Linked DNA regions of Sus scrofa: regions 2, 3, 4 and 5 are each linked to region 1. The links are chromatin contacts, called in public Hi-C and HiChIP or PLAC-seq maps. All regions are on one chromosome and are shown on one strand. The core of a region is the stretch at or near the end of the contact, and the rest is flanking DNA. Distances in the headings are between cores, read along the strand shown. Region 1 holds the start of KLF4 (Kruppel like factor 4). Region 2 has its middle 70 kb from the start of TRNAE-UUC. Region 3 has its middle 250 kb from the start of TRNAE-UUC. Region 4 has its middle 330 kb from the start of TRNAE-UUC. Region 5 has its middle 360 kb from the start of TRNAE-UUC.

What was found. Hi-C and Micro-C count contacts between places; a contact is called where the count stands out from the background. HiChIP or PLAC-seq counts read pairs in DNA pulled down with a chosen protein or histone mark.
Region 2: an H3K27ac HiChIP or PLAC-seq map of alveolar macrophages shows a contact between it and region 1. The contact joins the enhancer-like site here to the promoter of KLF4 in region 1. A contact is called at or near these places in 1 of 5 promoter capture datasets (liver), 10 of 47 Hi-C or Micro-C datasets (brain, embryonic fibroblasts, epiblast stem cells and 6 more) and 2 of 2 datasets of contacts at active chromatin or transcription factors (alveolar macrophages and skeletal muscle).
Region 3: a contact with region 1 is called in a Hi-C map of skeletal muscle, with 6 times the contacts expected there. The contact joins the enhancer-like site here to the promoter of KLF4 in region 1. A contact is called at or near these places in 12 of 47 Hi-C or Micro-C datasets (embryonic fibroblasts, epiblast stem cells, fetal skeletal muscle and 8 more) and 2 of 2 datasets of contacts at active chromatin or transcription factors (alveolar macrophages and skeletal muscle).
Region 4: a contact with region 1 is called in a Hi-C map of embryonic fibroblasts, with 2.0 times the contacts expected there. The contact joins the enhancer-like site here to the promoter of KLF4 in region 1. A contact is called at or near these places in 1 of 5 promoter capture datasets (liver), 2 of 47 Hi-C or Micro-C datasets (embryonic fibroblasts and retroperitoneal adipose tissue) and 1 of 2 datasets of contacts at active chromatin or transcription factors (alveolar macrophages).
Region 5: an H3K27ac HiChIP or PLAC-seq map of skeletal muscle shows a contact between it and region 1, with 7 times the contacts expected there. The contact joins the enhancer-like site here to the promoter of KLF4 in region 1. A contact is called at or near these places in 9 of 47 Hi-C or Micro-C datasets (embryonic fibroblasts, epiblast stem cells, fetal heart ventricle and 5 more) and 1 of 2 datasets of contacts at active chromatin or transcription factors (skeletal muscle).

Annotation. Positions count from the first base shown.
Region 1 is chr1:248,608,224-248,610,948 of Sscrofa11.1, reverse strand. KLF4 (Kruppel like factor 4) reads left to right here and starts at 1,375. Exons shown (of 5, transcript NM_001031782.2): 1 at 1,375-1,973; 2 at 2,091-2,211. The coding sequence starts at 1,969.
Region 2 is chr1:249,605,535-249,608,259 of Sscrofa11.1, reverse strand. No RefSeq gene overlaps it. Among named protein-coding and RNA genes, the nearest start is that of TRNAE-UUC, 70 kb to the right of the region's middle. Within about 2 kb of position 1,334, at least 7 of the 83 cell types and tissues checked have an H3K27ac peak or open chromatin away from gene starts, as enhancers often do. A contact at or near this core is called in alveolar macrophages and embryonic fibroblasts, where this site is marked.
Region 3 is chr1:249,290,357-249,293,081 of Sscrofa11.1, reverse strand. No RefSeq gene overlaps it. Among named protein-coding and RNA genes, the nearest start is that of TRNAE-UUC, 250 kb to the left of the region's middle. Within about 2 kb of position 1,406, at least 29 of the 83 cell types and tissues checked have an H3K27ac peak or open chromatin away from gene starts, as enhancers often do. A contact at or near this core is called in epiblast stem cells, fetal skeletal muscle, omental adipose tissue and 3 more, where this site is marked.
Region 4 is chr1:249,207,287-249,210,011 of Sscrofa11.1, reverse strand. No RefSeq gene overlaps it. Among named protein-coding and RNA genes, the nearest start is that of TRNAE-UUC, 330 kb to the left of the region's middle. Within about 2 kb of position 1,376, at least 4 of the 83 cell types and tissues checked have an H3K27ac peak or open chromatin away from gene starts, as enhancers often do. A contact at or near this core is called in embryonic fibroblasts and retroperitoneal adipose tissue, where this site is marked.
Region 5 is chr1:249,172,274-249,174,998 of Sscrofa11.1, reverse strand. No RefSeq gene overlaps it. Among named protein-coding and RNA genes, the nearest start is that of TRNAE-UUC, 360 kb to the left of the region's middle. Within about 2 kb of position 1,323, at least 35 of the 83 cell types and tissues checked have an H3K27ac peak or open chromatin away from gene starts, as enhancers often do. A contact at or near this core is called in embryonic fibroblasts, fetal skeletal muscle, omental adipose tissue and 2 more, where this site is marked.

The DNA of each region.
Region 1 (2,725 bases), core at 126-2,625:
GACCCACTGCATTAACCTTCAAGAGCGCTCCGCGGAGAGGGGAGTAGGGCGGAGGCCTGTGTGCGCCTGAATCCAACAAAAACACCTCGCAAGCCTACGTTTAGAAAGCGATACCTAACACCACACTCACGTTTTTTTAAAAAAAGCACTGCTTGCAGAGAAGATGAGAGCGAAAACATTTCCCGGCTGGAAAAGTACTGATCACAAACTAAGGGGAGGGGGGTGGGGAGGCAGAGTTATAAGACTGAAATAACGATCGCAGTTTCCTCTTCTCTTCCCGGTGGGCAGTGACAGCCGCCGCGGGCTCCGTGTGACCTTATCAGGAACCGGGGTTCCAATGCGTCGCTCCACTTTCTGGCATGGGGCCACTTTCCAGCCAAGTCCCTTCGGTGGGCTTGACCGCTCGAGACAAGGGAGCGAGTTGCCGGTTGACCTTTACCTCGCCACTTCACCTCTTTATGACTCAGTTTTCTCATCCATAAAATGGAAAGGACAGTGCGTGGCTTGCAAAATGCTTTGAGATTCCTGGTTGAAGGTATCTCCGCGCCTCACGCCCCTCTTCCCTCCCCCACCTCACGAAGTGAATTTTGAGACTTTCCCGTCCCTTCCTCTCTCCTTCAATAATATCAAAACCGTAGCTCCATTTCCCATTCTGGTCTTTTACAGCCTTTTCCAGGCGGAACACCCCTCCGGCCTTCTCAGGCTCCCAGTCTTCGCCTTGCCGTCCTGGGCTTCCATCTCGACCCCCTACCCGCGACCCGGCAAAAGTGCCAGCGAAGAGCCGTGTGACGCCAGGCCAAGGGCCCGCAATGGCACTCAGGGACTAGAGCCGGGCTCCTGCGTGCGTAAGAGAGGTACGAGCTCTGGATGAGTCACGCGGATAATCGCGCTCTTCTCTAGGGCGCAAAGTGCGCGGCGAGCGCTCACCCGGGCTGTGGTAGTGGCGTGTTACCGTCCCCCTTCGCCCCCAGCAGCCTTCTCGGCCGCAGGCTTCGAACCTGGGGAGCTGCCCGTGGCGACGCCGACTGTCCTGGTCGCGCGGCGACCGGACCTGCGCCCGGTATACCCAGCGCCTGAGCCACTGCGCCACCGCCGCCGGCGTCAGCGCGGCTCCTGCCCGCCAGCTGCTGGGCTGGCGTCACGGCCCGCCGTGCCCCGCCGCGCCCCTCCTTCCTCCCCGCCCCACGTGCGCCAAGTTTGTTTATTTAGCTGCTATGGCAACGCGCGGGGGGGGCCGCGCAAGGGAGGGGAGAAGAAAGGGAGGGGGCGGGGCCTGGCGGCGGGCCCCTGCGCACAGCGGGTAGGAGGCGGGGGGAGGGCGGGAGCCAAGAAGTTATAAGTAAGGAGCGCGCGGCGGCCGCCGGCAGTTCCCCGGCCGAGACAGCGAGCGCGGCTGCGGGCGCGCGGGGAGCAGAGGCGGTGGCGGGCGGCGGCGGCACCGGGAGCCGCCAAGTGCCCCTCCCCGCCCCTCCGGCCCCCACCCACCCACCCACCTGCCCGCGGCCAGCGCCCATGGCCGCGCGCGCCCCGCGCAGCCCCCCGGACTCCGCGCCCTGCGCCGCCGCCCAGTCCGCAGATCAGCGCCGCCGCAGCCAGTCTCACCTGGCGGCGCCGCCCGCCCGCCACCCCGGCCACAGCCCCAGCACCCAAGGCCATAGCCGCGGCGACCGCGACAGCGGTGGGGGACACTGCTGAGTCGAAGAGAGCGCAGCCCGGCCACCGGACCTACTTACTCGCCTTGCTGATTGTCTATTTTTACGAGTTTACAACTTTTCTAAGAACTTTTGTATACAAAGGAACTTTTTTTAAAGGCATCTCTTTTATATTTAATCCAAAGAAGAAGGATCTCTGGCAATTTGGGGTTTTGGGTTTTGGCTTCGTTTCTAAGTCTTTTCCCCCTCTTCGTTGACTGGGGTTCGGGTACCCCCGCTGCTTCGGACTTCGGAGGACCTCTGAGGCCCCACATTAATGAGGTAAGTGCGGCGTGGGGGTGGGGGAGTAGGGAGGAGTGAGGACCGGTGGGACCCGCCAGAGCGGCCGTCAAGAGTGGCCCCTGACTCAAGCCTCTGTGCTCCCCACCCGGCCCGCAGGCAGCCACCTGGCGAGTCTGACATGGCTGTCAGCGACGCACTGCTCCCGTCCTTCTCCACGTTCGCGTCCGGCCCGGCGGGAAGGGAGAAGACACTGCGTCCAGCAGGTGCCCCGAATAACGTGAGTGTTGTCACGGGCTGTCGGGAACCTCTAGTGGGCTTCTGTGGGTGGGGTGGGGACGGGCGGAGCCCCGGGGTCACCCAGAACCCCTCCGGACGAGGGGAGGGAGTAGCCACCGCACGGGCTCCGCAGCCTTCCCAGGATGGCTTCCGCGCTCTTGGCTCAGCTGTGCTTGCGTGTGGTCCGGACGGTGTGGAGCCGCCGGGGGCGCACACCGGGCCCGCACACGTCCCGGAGCACGCAAGCGGCAGGGCGGGCGCGCGAGCTACCGGGCGGGAGGTGTCTGTGTCCCCAGACACTGGCTGGGCGGGAGTGAGTTTGGCGCGTAGGCGTCCCCGTGGCGAGGGCGCACCGAGAGAGCTTCGGTGTCCTGATTCTTGGGGCGGCGGGAGCGTCCCCTGGATCTGGCGGGGGAGGGACCCAGGCTGGCGAGCCGCGGCGCGCGCTCACAATCCATGGGGCAGACACAACATAACATCCTCCATATACACGCACCGTTTCTCTTCAGACCCAG
Region 2 (2,725 bases), core at 85-2,584, 1.0 Mb before region 1:
TTTCTTCTCCTTGTCCCCTGCAACCAGTCATTGTCAGGAACTGTGGGTTTGATCCTATCTACATTTGTGCTCTTATTTGTCCCTCACCTGGGCCACTTTCATTTTCTGAACAGAGTGGCACATACCGTTTTCCAATATTAAGAGCCTTAAGATTTTAAAGGTCTCAGGTGGTGCTATTGTGGGGCTGAAAGAAGGCCATGTAAGCATGATTTCTGGTCCTGGACTCCTGCTTCTACGAAAACAGCTCTGCTTTTATTTGTTTCATTTCTTTAAGATCCCACTTAAGGTTTGACTTGAAAGAAGGTTTCTGCTATATAATAAAATAAGCAGTAAAAGCATTCTTTTGTGGGCTTTCCAGCTTCTAGGCTTTTCTCCTCTATGCCATGCTCAAAATATACAAAAGAGATTTTTCTAAAGTGAAAATATAATCATGCCATATCCAAGTTTAAAATGTTTTCTTAAATCCCCACTGCTTACAGAGTAGATGTCAGCTCCTGTACTTAGGCTTTTATGATGATCCTTGCCTGTCCCTTCACCTTTCTCTAATACTCTCCCCTTCCCTCCCCCGGTCAGATAATTTCAATTCCCCCAAAACACTAAAGCATTTGCTCTCACAATTTCCTCTCTTGGGAATTCTTCCCAGCTGCCATCTGCCTAGCGAATGCCAGCTTCTCTTTTAAGGCTTGGTTCAAGAATCACCTCCCCTTTGCAGCTTTCCTGATTGCTTAAGTAGAAATGACTATTTCTATCTTTTGTTCTCATTTTCCATAGCTTTTATACAAGTTACTGTAACATGCAGTGTGCTGAATAACCATAACTTGTCTCTCGCCACAATTCTACCATGAGCAAGAAACATAACTATCTTGGTTATGTCTGTATGTCTATTGACCAACAAAGGGTTTGGCCTGCAGGAGTTGCGCAGTAACTGTTGACTGAAAGATGGCTTAGTTAGGTCACAAGGAGTGATGCTGAATCCCTCATGGGAGGCCAGAGTGACAATTTTCTGTATTTTTTCCGTGTTGGAAGTAGAATATGTAATAAGCAGCAGATAGTCTGATGGCTTCATATTAGTTTATAAATGCATTTATTTCTATGGACCTAATGCAATCTAATCAGCCTTTGTTTAGTCTTTCTGGATTTGATTTTTTGGATAACATCTATTAGTACCAAAAATTGGTGATAAAATATTATTTGTACTGAACTTTTAGCTACAAACTGTTTTACTTTCATTGTCTTGTTTGATACTTACAATAATCCCATGGATTAGGTAGGGCAATTATTAATCTCATTTACAGATGTGTGAAACTAGATGCTTAGATATCTCCTGACTTGCCCATGTGACTGGCTGTTACAGTCACACAGCTATTAGTTAATAGAGCCAGATATTTAAGTCTTCATTTCCAGGCCAGTTGATTATTCATATCTATTTGAGGGTCCCACTGCCACTAAAGGAACACTCTCTTATTTTCTTGAACATGATAAAACTAGGTCATTAGGGCCAGATAAAAATTCTTGTTGACATACCTATCTGATTGCCAGTCATCTGGAAAATGGGATTTTTCCATCATCTTATTTACTTGCCTCCCCATTTCTTCCTCCAAAGCCTCTCCAGTTCAAGGTGCCAAGGACTGCAATGGTTACTGCAATTTGTTGACAAATAACAAAGATGCTCCTTGTCTCGCTGTCAGTTTTACATCCTCTGGGTTTGCCAAATGGGCCCAACATGCCAGGCAGGGCTTCTTTGTGGTCTGTGACTCACTGTGCTCTCTCCTCTGCCGCTCCCTGAGTGCAGGCGATTACAGTGTGCCCATTGCACAACTTCAGAATATCTCTGAGTGAATCAGCAGATGATGAAAAAAAAAAATCCCATAGACTGAAGATTCATCCACTGCTACGTGAATCAAAAGGCATACCACCAAAGGAGAGTTACTTTAATCTGCAAATTGCTTCTGTCATTATCCAGAGATTTAATGGAGGAGTTCACTACTGGAGGGAAATGTCTTCTCTTAGGTAGTTCTATCGACAAAGTCTTGGAATGTCCTTTGGAAGAAGAGATGTGAGTAGGAGAAAAGGTCCTTCTCACTTGTTCAGAAGTAGCTCAGTTCATGTCCTGTGAATGAGAGGTGTTGTTTTCTTGGTTAGCTCAACGCTTACCCTATATGCTCACAGTTTAGGTCCTCCCTCCTCAGTAGGGCTTCGGAGTGTCACTTTTTTTGGAGAGGGAGATCACTTGATGAGAATAGCAAAAGGATTATTTGAGAACTGAAATTCTAGTATGGAATGAAGCAATTCAGCTTCTAGATGAGTAATGTATTTGTAATAAATCAAAAATTATACATGGGTAGGACTAAAGTTTATTTCAGTTGCCAATGTAATTGCTATTTTGTCTTCAAAAGTTCTCTGGTAAAACTCTTAGGCTGTAGAGGTAAAGGGAGTTAATATTTGGATCTGGTGAATATCCTCTCCATCATCATCCATTTCATGAATTCACTCATTGGCCATTGGATATGGTCCTGCCCCATGCCATGTTCTGTGCTATATTCCTGGGGGCCCATGGTGATGATAAGGTACAGTCCATGTTCTCAAGAAGCTCTAGTGTAGTGAAAAGACAGATCTAGGTATAGATAATTGCAATACACTGGCGAGGTACAGAATTTGATATCCACAAGGTGCTTTGAGAGTAGAGAGGGACAGCTCCTGGCTTGGGGAACCCAGGAAAGCTTTT
Region 3 (2,725 bases), core at 157-2,656, 680 kb before region 1:
CATCAGCATTTATAGTATATCCGAGGAGAGTCACAACAAACAAATCATCCCCAGGACAACAGGAGAGTGGAGGCGGGACACAAGTCCACACAGTGAGAATTACTTGTGGAAAAACGCTGCTCATCCAATGCCAAGTTCTGCTCACGCACTTATAAGGATGTCAGTACCGTGGCCCAAGCTGGAGCCAGCTGCAAAAGCCATCTGGATTTAAAAGTCCTGAGACTCAACCCTCACGGCTGTCAGGGAAACTGAGGCCCAGGGAGGGACAGGGATAAGCTTCCATTCAGACCCCAAAGGACTGGCTCATTCAGGACTGGAATTTAGCCCTGTCACCAGACTGTCATTCTAGATAGTTAATACTAGAATTTAAGAACAGAAATTCGAGAGAATTTCCAAGTTTGCAGAAAAGCCATTGATTGTACCAGCTTCTGTGTTTGTGCCCGTGTCAGTAATAGCAGCATCTACAATGCGGTTCAATGGACATTTTTTTTTTTTTCTCCCTCAACCTGGTCATTTCGTATCTGACTCAGGGAGTGCCCTGTGGAAGTTTATGTGGCCACAGTGTCAATCAGATCCAAGAGAAGTGTTCTCAGTCAGCAAAGGTGGTCACTGTAGATAGAAGAACTAAAATCCTGATCCATGTTCCTTAGATCTAGTGAGAGTGACTGCTTGTAGCTTGTGTATGGAGGTCTGTGGTTTGTAGATCTGTGGCTAAAGGTTTCTGCCTACCCTCTGTGAATCACTAAATTCCAAAAGAGATTGAATATGATTGGTCAGAGCAGTGGTTGCTGGTAAACCAGCTCTCTAGAGGATGGAAGGGAAGCCTGATCTGTTGTATTTGCCAATATCTGTGGCGTAAATACTGTCATCATGGCTGATTTCAAGCTGTCAATGGTTTAAAAAACGACCTCACAGAATTCCTGAAAATTTAACGATCGGTTCTCATGGGCCTGTTCCGGCTGTCTCCCGCAAGCCTCTACAGCTCTCCCAAACAAGTGGATTGGGGGGGCGGGGCTGGGGAGAATAGTGGTGGATCCTGTTTAGTTCTCTGAGGTCAGACCTCACCTAAGAGGGTGTGTCTAGTTTCAAATCCTAGATTATAAGAGGAGCATTGACAAATTGAAAGTCGTTCAGAGGGTTGAGCAAGAAACAATCTCATCTAGAAAAAGCTGTTGGGAGGGAAAACTATTGCTGGGATGAGAATCGAAAAGAAGAAAAACAGTATTCTGGTCATTGTTTCCAGATCTCTGTGAGGCTGTGACTTCTTGTCCTGGGGATGAGGAGAGCTGTTCATAATTGGGAAGCTGATTTGAGCTCATCATAAAAACTTTTGGATAAAGCTGCTCAAAGAAAGGCAGGGTTACTGGAGCTTCAGCACCCGAAGTATGAAAGATGTGGGGCAACCACTAGGTGGGGCTGTAGCAGTGAGGACTCCAGCGCCCCTTCTAGTCCCTGGGAGCCCATCATGCCATGGAGTTGTCTTCCTTCTCCCATTTATTTAGTTTCATCCTCTTACTTTTTGTTCCATTTTTCTTTTTCTTTTCCCTTGGCTCACTTTCTTTGTTGTCTTTGGCTTACTTCCTTGATAAAGCTCCCTTGGACAGTGACCCCTACATCTTTCTGAAGAGAGAAGGCTAAGCCCCTGAGCTTTTTCCCGACCTTTTACATCCTAGGAAGAAAGTACAAGCCCTCCTTTCCCCTCATTTTTCTTTGCTTTCTTTTCTTTCTTTCAACATTCTCTGCTCCACATTTGTGATTGAAGAAGGGCAAATAAACAAATTGAAACTGAAACTGTGTGCTGGCCATAAAGTGAGGACATCTGGGAGGCTTGCAAGGAAATTTACATGCTTGTCGGGTTTCTGGTTACATATTTTGTGTTGCCTAGTAACGAACCCCACAGTTTCCTTTCATGCTTTATTCTCCCTATCCCTTGTTTATAGTGTAATTACCACTGTGACATCATAATCCCCCATTGAACAGCTGTCAGGGGGGCCCAACTGCTGAGTAAACAGGGCTTTACAATCTCTCCTCCCACAGGCTGGTTTACTAAATAGATCAATATTTGGTTTGTAGGCACAGGGATTAGGAGGTGGAAGTGTCTTTTGAAAAAGCCCTCTCTCTTCCCAGGACCTCCAGCGCACCTGAGAATGCTGGAAAGAAAAGCCAGGTTCATGGATAATAAAAGAATCACGGAGCTACTTTCACCTGCCTGTGATTTCCCAAGGAGCAACTTGTCTGTAAGAAGTGAGACCTCTTTGAGAATTAGTAATACCTTAGGTTCTTTCTTCTAAAGCTTAGACAATTCTACTTTCTTCCTCCCTCTCTCTGCCTCCCCCTTAGCTCTCCTTTCTCTGTCCTCAATCACATTTGAATTAATCTTTCTAAATGGATGTTATAGCCTCAGGGACTAAAAGAATGACATGTAGATAAACAGGAACTAAGCTCCTGAAGATCTCTCTCTAACCAACCCCCCCACCACCACCGTTCTCTCCACCCTGCTCCAGGATTAGAAGCTCCACAAAGAAAGCAGCCTCTGAGGTTTCTTTGTCAAACTAGAGATTCCTGGTTGAGAGTTTTGGAAAGAATGATTTAGATGTTTCCTCTCTGGGTCAGGAAATTGTGACTCAAACACACATAGGAGAAAGAACTTGGGAGTACTGGCCTCAGCATCAGGAGCTGTGAGTTCTAACCCTGGTGCTGATTGTAACTTGCTCTGTGACCTCGG
Region 4 (2,725 bases), core at 127-2,626, 600 kb before region 1:
CTTGGGCCTCTTTGCAGCATGCAGAGCTTCCCAGGCTAGGGGTCAAATCAGAGCTGTGGCCACCAGCCTCACACCACAGCCACAGCAACGCGGGATCCGAGCCGCATCTGCGACCTATACCACAGCTCACAGCAACGCCAGATCCTTAACCTCCCTGAGCAAGGCTAGGGATCGAACCCACAACCTCATGGTTCCCAGTCTGATGCGTTAACCACTGAGCCACGACGGGAACTCCACAAATGCTTTATATTGTTACGGCAGTCCTCAAGATATCAAGTTCCTAATCCTTGGAATCTGTGAATGTTACCTGATAGATGTCAAAAGAAACTTTGCAAATGTGAAGAATTTAAGGATTTTGAGATGGGATGATTATCCTGGTTTATCCCAGTGGGCTCTAAATGCAATCAGAAGTCTTTGTAAGAAGAGGCAAAGGGAGATTTGACACTAAAGCTGAGGGTGATGTGATGATGGAAGCAGAGGGAGATGCAGCTGGCTTCGAAGATGGACAAAGTGAGTACAATCCAAGGAGTGCAGCTCTAGAGGCTGAAAAGGAACAAGAAATGAGTTCTTCCCTAGAGCTTCTGGAGGGAGCATAGACCTGCAAACACCTTGGTTTGGGCCCAGACTTCAGACTTCTGGGCTATAGAACTGTAAGATAAATAGTTTGTGTTTTTGAAGCCTCCAAGTTTGTGATAATTTGTTAGAGCTGTAATAGGAAAGTAATACAATTGTCCTGACTACTAACAGTCCAGCCAAGGAGACTAAAACTTGATGGGGTAAATAATTTGCTCCAGTTGAAGGTCTACCTTTAAATTTGGGCTGATGACTCTCGAACCCAAGTTCATAATCACTAAACTGTCTTCTGGTAATGCTGAAAGGAAATTGTCATTAAACCTGTTTCAACATGACATTGATTCCAGAGGCTTAGAGAATTACATGACTTCATCTGAGGTCAGAGCTTTGCCAAAAGGATGGAGCTGGGATTTGGAATGCAGGGTTGTTTTTTTTTTTTTTCCCCCAGCCCAGGGATTGAACTGTGCTACAGCAGTGACAATGCTGGATTGTTAACCTGCTAAGCCACCAGAGGATTCCATGGAATGCAAGGGGATCTTGTTCTGATGAGTTCTGTGTTACAAAGTGCTCCTGCCCTGTGGCCTGGGGTAAATAATGGCTGCAACTTGGAGCTTTGTGTGTATATAGAATTCAGTCCAGGTCACCAGTTGCTAGCCTCTCAAAGGGCAGAAATTCTCCCTCTAGTGCTGGAGGCAAGACTACTGGTATTCATCTTGGCCAAATGGGATGGCTTAGGAATAGGTGAACAGCCTGGGCCTGACTGTAGGGCTGTTGCAGGAAGCCGTGAGTGCCAGAGTGGGGAAAGGAAGTGGCCCTGACTCAGCCAAGCCACATGCTGCTGTTAAAGAGCCCACTTTCTGAATTCCACAATGTCCCAAAAAACCTGGGGAAGGATGCTCCTTGGCTGGCAGGCAGACTGAGGCATATACCACAGAGGGAAACGAGACCCATGGGGTTTCTCTTAGCCAGGGATTTTCTGACCAGCTGTGGTCAGTTTGTGCCAGCACCTCCATTCAGTCCTGGATTCTGTGAGAGGCTTCCTTGGGCCAGATCACTGTATAGTTTCAGGCCAGGCCAAAGGGTGAATGCAGAAACTCTATAGTCTATGAGAGGCTATGCAAGGCAAAAAGGAGTATCTAGGGCCCAGATTAATGCTTACTTCTCCCTGAACAACCCATTTCTCTTGGTGCTTTTCTCCAAATTATTGTATCTATGAGGCACTAAAGGCACAAAAGATGGACACCAGGTCTTGATAGGGTGCAGGAAGAAAGAAATCCGTCTGGCCAAGGTATCAGGGTGTGTTCCCTTAGGATACTAGATTGAGCCTTGAAAAAGGAGTAGGACCTATGGTAAGTTGAATTGTGTCTTCCAAAAAGATATACTGAAGTCTTATACACTAAGACTGTACCCCAGGTACCAGTGAATATGACTCTATTTGGAAATAGGGTCTTTATAGTTGTAACCAAGCTAATATCAGGTCATTAAGGTGAGCCTTTGATCCACTATGCCTAGAGCCAGTATAAAAAGAGGACAATGCCACATGATGGCACAGAGCCATACAGGCACACAGGGAAGAGGGACATGTGACAATAAAGGCAGAGACTGGAGGGATGCAGCTGCAAGGCAAGGAACACCGAGGATTGTGGGCCCCACCAGAAGACAGGAAGAGGCAAGGAAGGCTTCTACCTCTTAGAGAAAGCAGGGCCCTTCTGAGACCTTGGTTTCAAACTTCTGGACCCTGGAACTGTGAGAGAATAACTTTCTGGTGGTTTAAGTCACCCAGTTTGTTGTCCTTTGCTCTGGTAGCCTTGAGAAACTAATTCAGGACCAGAGGGTTCATGCTTTGAAGCAGCTGATTCTTTTTCATATCGCCTTTAGACCTGGTTCAAGACTTATCACAAGGGGATCCATCTGAGGCTGAAAGCAGAGATGTGGGAAGACCCATATATGAAAAAGCCTAGTGGCTAGAAGATATTGGATCATGTTTTTGAGGGAAACATGAATTGGGTTGCACAGCAGCCAGCCATGGTGAATGAGGCTGGATAGGCAGCCCAGGGCCAGATTGTGACAGGTCTCATTCCCAAGTCAAATGCAGTATTCTCAGCTTTGGACTTCCTCTTTCTCAGAGGGGTAAAGCATGTTTGTCTCACAT
Region 5 (2,725 bases), core at 74-2,573, 560 kb before region 1:
TTTTCTTTTGAGTCTCTATAAAACTCTGAAGCTTCATTTCCATAGATACCACCACTTTGTTTAAGCTACCTAGGCGTATATTTTAATATGAGTATAATCAATTTTTTCCACTATGTTTTTTAAATGGTTATTGTCACTATATAGAAAAACTATTGACTTGAATCTTAATTACTAATTTATTGAGCTCTCTTATTAGTCCTAGTAGTTTTTGTCTGACTTTTTTTCTTTAGTGCTACACTATCATAGTCAATTTAAGATAATAATTTTATATCCTTTCTTTAGGATTCTTGCTTTCTTTTTCTGATTCTTGCTTTATTATATTGGCTAAAATGTCCAGAAAAATAATAAGTATTAATGTCATTGATGGGTATCTTTGTCTAAATTTTATATTAATTGTAATGCTTCTGATATTTTACCATGAAGCAGGGCAAAGTAGGTTTTCCCCTCAGAGATTGTTCTAATTACCTCCTCAGAATATCTTCATTAGAATTATTGGAAAAGATGTGTGTCAGTAGCCCAGAAATATAACTGTCAACTTTTATGTCATTTGCATCACATCTTAGTACAATGGAAAGAAGATGTGTTTTGGAGTCAGGGCACTTGAGTTTGAATGCTTTTCCCAGCACTTATTGGGAAGACAGTGTGAACAAACATCTACAGTTTTTTTATATCTTTCTCTTTAAAATGTGAGTAATAATATTCCTTTATAAGACTGTATTTAAGATTAATAATATATGGAGAAAATAACCTAAGACAGTACCTGGCAGACAGTAGGTACTGGATGTAGAAGACATCCTATCCACATTTTTTTTTTTTTCCTGAGAACATGCATTGGAAAACCTGAAGAATGAATTTTAATAAGAGAGGTTAGACTTTGCTGATAACTTCTATGAACTTAAACTTTGTCCTCTATGTATATGCAAACTAAATGCTTAGTGCAGTCTCTCCTAACTGGGAAATTTCTAAAAATTCTTTGACTCTCTAATCATAGTCACAAGAGCACCCATTTCTCAGATCCTTTTGTAAAGTAGATGTCAAGGCAGCCCTTGCCAAGTAGGACTACTGCAGAAGGAAGAGGAGAAGCCACTAGAAGCCTGGGCAGCAGCTGCTGTTCCTCGTTGGCTCCTCCTCTGGGAGCAGAGCTGCGTGTTGTTGCAGTTGTACTGTACCGTTCTACTGCATGGATTCATAGTTAACATTTTTCTTCCAGGCACATTTAAAACATTTGGCTCACATCCTACTTGAGCTGTTTTATAAGGGCAATAACTGAGGCCAGGGTGTGCTCTTGTCAGCAAGCAAAGCACGCAGCAGAGGCTGCCAAAGAGTTTCCTGCTCGGGGGCCACCCATCCTTGGCTGCAGGACGCATGGCTGGAGCTCATGGCAGCTTGTACAGAGTGAGAGCTGGAACTTTCTGTTCTCTAGGCTCGTGCTTTGAATTCCATCCTTCAGTCGTGCTGCACTGATCAGTGGAGGCTGTTGTGTTTGCGCTTGTTTGGGACTAGCTCAGAACACATGTCACAGCACTGGTTCAAAACCTAGCTTTAAGGCTGGGAAAAATTTTCTTTAAAGCCTAGCAAGAGTTAGCTAGCAGGCGCAGAGTTCCCACGGATCAGCTGCGGGGGAGAGAGGCATTCCCTTCATCCCACTCTCTGTGAATTAACTTCTGGAATGGGCAGACAACACGGAGGCCAAATGGAGGGTTCCAACACCGCCACCCCACCTTCTTTGAAGTCCACCTTGGCATGAGCTCATCTCTTTTCGTGTATTATTTATTGCCAAGGACTGTAACAGGGAGAATCTGCAGTTAGATCCCTGAAGCTGTTTTTTCAGGATTTCCTTTTATTGGAAGCTGTTGGCTATGCCTTCTGCAGCTGGCTCCATCATAGAGCAAAGGGCTCAGTGTGTCCCCCAAGTGACAGCTGCCTTGCCAGTACAAAGAAGGTTCTGGCTGTGAAAGTGCCTTGATACACTAAAGAACTACACAAGGAACAGGGTATTGTTACTGCTTTACTCACAAGGAAGGAGATAATGCTGTTTGGAAAGAATATAGGCCAAGCCTGAGATGCAAGTCAAAATGACAGATTTTTCATTGACTCACAGTGTCACCTTGACCTCAGTCTTCTCATCTGTAAAATGGCAATGAAAAGATTCACCTCCAAACTTTAAGCCAAGGATCAATAAGTCATGCAGAGTGTTTAGGTCCTCTCTTCCAAGTTCTAGAATTAGTCTGGAAATTTTAAAGTAGTTTGAATGACTCTTTATACTCTGTCATTATTTTCTCCATTTATTTGTTATTCACTCGGTCAGCAGTCAATAAAAAAGCAAAACGCATTAAGTGCCTTTAACATTTTAAGTAATGGGAGTTACTGTTGTGACATAGTGGAAACGAATCAGACTAGTATCTGTGAGGATGTGAGTTCTATCCCCAGCTTCACTCAGTGGGTCAGGGATCTGACATTGCCATGAGCTGTGGTGTAGGTCACAGAAGTGGGTTGGATCCCAGCTGTGGCATAGGCCAGCAGCCGTAGCTCCAATTTGACCCCTAGCCTGGGAACTTCCATAGGCCACGAGTGTGGCCCTAAAAAGCAAAAAAAAAAAAAAAAAAAAAAAAAAAAAGTGTTCAAGATATGGCTCCACCTGCTGACTATCTCAAAGATTAAAAAAAAAGTGAAATGATAATAAAATGTAAAGGATGTTATGGTGGTAGAAATTTCAGGAAGTAAG